2 separate regions of the Drosophila melanogaster genome follow, and region 1 is linked to region 2. The links are chromatin contacts, called in public Hi-C maps. All regions are on one chromosome and are shown on one strand. The core of a region is the stretch at or near the end of the contact, and the rest is flanking DNA. Distances in the headings are between cores, read along the strand shown.

Region 1 (3,409 bases), core at 320-2,819, 650 kb after region 2:
TTCTGGCTTTCCAGAGAAAAAGAGAAAAAAAAAACGAAGTAACTGTTTGTGCTGGGGGATTCGAGTGGGTGTGGCATTGTTGAAAGCCTCCCACTTCTGCGCCCAGCCCTTGATTATGATTATTTTCATTTCAAAAAGTTGGCGGCTCAGAAAAAACCGCAGCCCAAGCACAATTCTCTGTGTAGTTGGGCAAAATATTTAAAGTGCGCCGCGAGTTGGTGTAGTATTGCTAACCAAAACACACTCACACCCACAAAGAGGCACCAACCACTCACGCGATTTGTGTACCCTTTGCACAGTGGTACCTGTGTAACCCGAGCTGTTTTGAGATTAAATAAAAAATAATCTGACTTAACTAAGTTAAGAACTGAGAAAAAGTTTTCGAATATGCATTACCCAATTACAAATTTTAACAGAATTTTCTTTTCTAATGTTTTTTGAAAGCCAAATTGTTTTTCCAGATATATACTAATCTCAGGATGTATCTTCAGATGTAAAGGTGTAACTTTTGGATACGATCTAAGGTTTTAAGACGACTTTGTAAGGTTCCACTGTGGCTGGTGTGCGGTTTTTGTTGTTTCTGCTGTTACTTGGCTCGTTTAACTTTGAGCAGCTCTGAATTGCAGCAGCCGGCATGCCGGTTTTTTTTTTTCATTCTTTTTTTCCCTACTGCAACTTTAATTGGACATGGGTTGTTGCTGTTGTTGTCGCCGCTGCTGGCGTTGGCAAACGTGTTTTATTATTTTGGTTAAATTTGGCATTCGTTTCCTACGCGGCTTTCAGTTTGTTATCGTTAGGTGCAAAAGAGTTTTGGGTAACAAAATTCAAACAACTTGATTTACTCACCTCCTGGCTGGTGACCTATGACCTTAGGGAGCAGGCGGTGGTGATAGTGGTGGTGGTGGAAAGGACATCCCCTTTCGCACTGCTTGTTGTTGTCGCAAAATCGAAGCAAATTAAACGATAATTTGTTGTGAGCAAAGTAACACGCACACACACAAGCGCACACGCGAACGCACTACACACAGATACACCAAACACTACCGCTCTCTTTCTCTCCTCTCTCACTTTGTGTATTTTGTTTGTTCTGGCTTTGCTTTGGTTTTGCTTTTCCTCTGACTCTGCTTTTACTTGGCGATGCAAGCAGCGCGACGTTGCAACATCGTTCACATTTCACATTTCCCCCAGCTGAATGCACTTTTATCTCGCTTTTGTTCCACTTCCTCTCTTGTTTTGACTGCGGCAGATGCGGCTCCGCCTTCTGCTTCTTCTTCTGCCACTGCTTATCCTGTTTGTGCTCCCCCTCCCTCTTGGCCTATCGTCGCGTCTTCTTCACACAGCTATCCTGCGTGGGCAAGGATGTCTTGCTCTGCGTTTTCCCTTCCGTTTCGATTGCAGATCCTTTTCGGAGGAAAGTTTCGATCACGCACATTTAACTCGGTATTTTCACAGCGATTCCGTTCGCGTCCCACACTCGACGCGATTTATTTTTCTCAATTTTTTCGACGGCCCAGCCGCATTTTACCATTTCAAGAACCAATCGAATCGAAACGCGCAGGGTGTTTGCTGCAGTTATAACGAAAATCCCCCAAATGCGCAACTGAATGCCCTAAAAAATCCAGATATTCTCCCGAGCTCAAAATCGCGTTCGCAGAGTATTCACACTACTGCGAGCTATCGATAACCGTTTGCACTGGGCCACTAAGCAAGATGTCACACTTCTTTATTTAGGTTTAAAATGTGTTTCAATATTCTAATTAAATGCAAAGAAAAAGAATAAATATCCCGGGGTGCGATCATTTTATAAATAGTCTCCTGTGTAAGCAGTGCTCTATGGTTGGTGTCGAACTCCGCTAGGCGAAGGGCAACTCGGCTAAGGTGGTTTCATTCGCTGTTTGAAAAAGTTAAGCTAAGTTATTTTGAATCTTATAAATTATAAATTATCTTATCTTAAATTATCTTATAAACAACGACTTTTTTTTCGTATTTGGACATTAATGTTGACAAATTGTAGATTTGTATTAAATGTAGTTCGTAATATTCAGTTTTTTTGTATGTATCTACATTTAAACAGAATTTCCCCAATGTTTCCCGTTTTAGCAATGACACACTCCATATTTTATTTGACTAACCAGGTGTAGGGCTTAAATTCTAGCAGTGATTGTAAAAATTTGTACAGAAGCATATCGCTTAAATCACAGAGTTCTTTGAAAGCGTAGTAAAGATAGTGTAAAATATAAAATATATTCGCTTGTAGTTGACCGAATGTCGTATGGTGATGGTGTCGCCATCTAGGAGTTATTTTTTTTGTTTAAGATGTGGGGGCCCGAATCTTATCATAGATTCCCGTCAGCTTTATCTGCCGATCCACACTCGATCAGCTTGGTGTTACCGTCTGTTGTATGGCGTCACATCCAGGCGACATAGAAGTGCATAGGATGCACAGCAGCAGCCGCCGTCTTAGGAATAACGGAGTAATGATATACTAGATTCGTTGAAAACTAAGTAACACTACATAATCCGACTATATAATCTTTTATAATTTCTATCGGCTTGATAAAAAAAAACTTTTCATAATTTCCATCGGTTTGATAAAAAAAACTTCTTGCCACTCTAACACCAAAAACCTCCCATTTTTCTCATTATATGTAGTCTCCAATATCTATCGATATGCCAGAAAAATAATGAAATGTAGCGTTCTTACTTTCACTGGCAGCATTCACCAATTAATAAATTAACGTTTCCGTACCTTAAAAGTTGTTTTAAAAAATTGAAACATATTTAATTTCCTTAACGGTATAGCGATAAGAGAATATAACGGCTCTCTTAATGGCAAGACATTCCGGATGGTCTGAACAGTTTGTGTGTAGCTATCGTTGGCTGCTAAACAGTCATGATAACCCTATTAAAACCAATTCATAAATGGCTCTGCTTCTGCCTAATTGCAATAATCGTAATTCTCGGCATCAAAACCCAAAATGCAAATACTAAGCCCAGAGTTTCAGAAGTCACAGGATCGGATGACACAAATTCCGACATTCCTCCTGCTGAAGAAGATCGAAATGTACAGGATGTAGTCCGGCCCGCATATTTTGTGGAGTCCGCCAAGTGCAAGATCCCGTATGTTGATCCCTTCGCCTCAGATGCAATGGCCATTTTCCACCCCGAGCATTTTGAGACCTGCTCAAACGAAACCGCCCTGGTTACTCCGATCTATGACATCAGTCGGCAGCGATATGTACTCTTCATCAATGAGTCGTTAGCCTCCATTATTCTCAACTCCAATGGGGGGGAGTACAATTGCTATTATCAGGAGATAACGCGGGACCGTAAGCACGACAGTTATGATAAGTAATATCTTGCTTGATTTGTTGCTTAGAACCAACTCCCTATTAATTTCATACTTTTC
Region 2 (3,370 bases), core at 625-3,124:
TGCTCTGATTCGGGGGCGTACAAAATCGGATGTTGGGCTTGGCTTATCCCGGAAAAGTGCGTTCTAATTAACTGCAAAAGGCAGTGGTGAAAACACGCAAAAAAGTACTTTAAAATATGTGGAAATGTGTTTGCATAAAACTCAAGAGGAAAAGCGCGCAATGCGAGCGCAAAGAGAAACGGTCAGAGAAAACTGCTCTGGGAAATGCCGGGAAAAAGACAAAAACATATAAAAAAAATAAGCATTATAAAAACAAAAACTGTGTCAAACGTCAACGACTTTTTGTAGCTGGATTTTCATGACGCAGCAAATTGTGCGAGTTAATGTTAATGCGCTGAATTAGCTTAGAATGGGCGCTGTTTTCATTTCCACTCCTCTAATTGCCCGCAAACATGCTGCCGCTTTTCTACTCAAAATACCAGAACACACTATGTAATTGCTATTTTCGGCGCAACCCATATCAGTTCTTACTTTTCGGGTATTTATGTTTAAAGTTGTGTAAACAAGCCCACTGATTAGAGGCCGCCGATAGTGAAAGCAGCGCACACATAAGCCCGCCACTTTGTCACAGTCAGCCATGAATCAGATACATATATCGGTTCAAGATACAGATACATTATTTACAAGCCCCTCTGTCGTAATTAGAAGTACCCACGAAACCTTCGACGAGTTCTTTATGACAGTAAGATCAGCCAACTGTGCGAGGGCAAACATCATAAAAGCCTGTGAAAAGTACTAGTTTACAGAACCAGTTAGTTGTGTTAATTGTCCAAAAGACGGAAGTTTCTGAGAAACCTTCGAGCCAGTTTCAAAATGCTACTAACAGGGCACTAAGCTGCCGCATTTTACTCTGAGTTCCCGCCAAAAATACTTGGTTCACAGATCGGATTTCTTGAAACGAGAAACCTCCAGGTACACTGAAAAAAAAATATCAACTTCTATTCTATAATAACAAATGAATAAAAAGGATCTGTAATTCAATTTTAAATCATAATTGTGTTTAAATGGAAACTACTTTATAACGATTAAATAATCATATAAAGTTTATTTATCTTTTTAAAGGTACTACTTTTTTTCTTGCTGTGCAGATTTGCATAGCCGGCTGATCACAAGCTCTCAACTGAGCGGCGATCTAATTGTTTACACCTGACTGAGGTGATTTTGCTTAGTTTGCGAGCGGATTTCTGGGTTTAATTCACTGCGATATGCTGCGAGTCCAAGGTAATTTAAATGCGATACTTTAAGGTTGCTGATATTCGTATCTTGCGAGCGATAAGATAAGTGCCAAGTACGTTAGGTTTCTTCAATGTTTTGCAGTTTTATAGTTTCCCGAACTGGCAAAATAATCTATGCCACCCCCCACCAACCCCCCACCCATTTTAATTGCTGGCCACTAAAAACAAAACGTGAAAAGCCAAGAGAGAGAGAGAGAGAGAGAAAGTCGCAGTGAGAGAGGCAAAGAGCGCTCTTTCTTCATTTCCCCCTGTTTTATAATTAAACATGTGAGGTTAGGATAGTAGCGAAAAGTAGCTATAAAATAGAGCAAAGGTCTGTGATGCGAACACCGATGGAATATCAATTATACGCACCTTCGAACCGATCTGATTGCCGCACTGGCCCGCCTGCAGATGCACAATTTCCCTCATTTCGCAAATGAACTAGTAACTTTTGGCAGCCAAACTTAACTCAATTGAACACACTGACGCACACACGCACTATCAGCAATTATCAGCCACTATATCAATCTGAATCTGAATCCGAATCTGAGTCACAATCGGTCACGCATTCGGTTGAATCCGGTGAAGAGTCGGAGGAGAGCTTTTCGTGAGCAGAACGATCGACACGCGTTCGCTTTGAGAATCCAACGTGAACTGAATGAATGGCGAGAAACCGAACGCGACCCGCTGGGGAATTTGTGCTCTACGGTTAAAGGGGGCCGCATTAGTTTTCCACTCGGAAAAATATTTATAAAAAAATGCCTTTACAAATTGGCATGATAAGAAATGATAAAATTATGGTTTGCAATCTTAGATTAATATATTGTAGATAGTTTTGGTGATGTATTGAATTTAGTATAACAATTTTTCATATCAAACAGATGATCAGAGATCAGAGTTCTAAAAATACAAAAGTTTTTACAAAGAAACTTTTGTTACTCTTAAAAATTATAAATATTATAGTTGTAATAACGTGCTGCTGTTATCTTGGGCACAGCTGTATATACATTTTTAGAGTCCCTATAAAACAGGTTTATTTTATTAAACAGGTTATTATTTTTTTTTTACAGGTGGAACATTTCATTAATACATGACCCAAATTACATCAATACTTTAGATAAAGATTATTAATTAGAACGTTGGTTATGTTTAAAACAATGCCTCTTAAATGATGAACAATAAAAACAAATTTCATTCGAAAACCTATGAATACCCGAACCATTTATTCATGCTAAGTTCCTCTTCATTAGTGAGTATATTTATTTGAATCACTATCCAAAATTGCGGCAATATCTTCCCTGATTTCTCGAAGTGCAGAGAGCGCGAAGAGCAGAGGTCGTAAATACATTAGTTTAAGTGAAACTGTGGGACAAAACAAGATATTTTCCATAGCAGCGTGTTTGTCTTCCCGCTTTTCCCGACTTTTCCCCTTTATCGTATGATTTTTACCGGCTAGGCGCCAACAATGCAATTCTTTCTCTCCCATCTTACGCTTCGCTGAGCTGGTGAGAATTCTTAGGGAAAAGATAGAGAGAGGGGAGAGAAAGAAGAGAGTCGAAGAATGAGGTAACAGCACGTGAGTCTAAGGTGCAAAGAGCGCCACATTCTACATTCTACAACTGCATTCTTCAATCAGATTTGTAGAATTGTACATGGACGTACAAGATTGAAATGTAGCCAAATGTAAAAATGTAATTGAAATATATAAAGTTAGTTGTTTGAGTATTGAACATATATTTTATTATATGCTATTTAATCAGTATATTTTTGTTTTCCAATTACAACCTTGTAAATCATAGAATCGTAGCTTGAACAAACCAAACTTATCTACATGAATAATTGGAAGCGGTTTAGTTAGTCATTTTAGACATCTAGGTTATCAGCTTCATGAGATTGACAATAAAAAACGCTGCTGAAATGGAATAACATGAAGTCTGTCGAGTCACACACACTTAATACCAGTTTAAAATTTAATTTATGACTAAGTTGTAAACTTAGATAGACAGTATTTTTATTTTGTGATACTCAAATAAATTTCTTCAAAAGCCCATTCTGTTAATAGTTCTTTTAATAAACTTGGCGTAGTATCGCACACCCATGTATACGTCTGGCTTTTCGTTGTTGCCGCATTTGAAAGTCCACGTGTTGATGCC

Evidence for each region. Hi-C and Micro-C count contacts between places; a contact is called where the count stands out from the background.
Region 1: a contact with region 2 is called in a Hi-C map of the Kc167 cell line, with 1.7 times the contacts expected there. The contact joins the promoter of CG10011 here to the promoter of betaTub97EF in region 2. A contact is called at or near these places in 4 of 107 Hi-C or Micro-C datasets (the Kc167 cell line, cellular blastoderm embryo, embryo and 1 more) and 1 of 6 datasets of contacts at active chromatin or transcription factors (the Kc167 cell line).

The regions. Positions count from the first base shown.
Region 1 is chr3R:28,633,530-28,636,938 of dm6, forward strand. It overlaps CG10011, which reads right to left and starts at 1,570. Exons shown (of 6, transcript NM_143367.3): 1 at 847-1,570. CG9988 reads left to right here and starts at 2,882. Exons shown (of 3, transcript NM_143368.3): 1 at 2,882-3,351. The coding sequence starts at 2,894.
Region 2 is chr3R:27,986,510-27,989,879 of dm6, forward strand. It overlaps betaTub97EF (beta-Tubulin at 97EF), which reads right to left and starts at 1,875. Exons shown (of 7, transcript NM_143349.2): 1 at 1,590-1,875. The coding sequence starts at 1,646. CG4815 reads right to left here. Exons shown (of 1, transcript NM_143350.2): 1 at 3,190-3,370. The coding sequence ends at 3,257.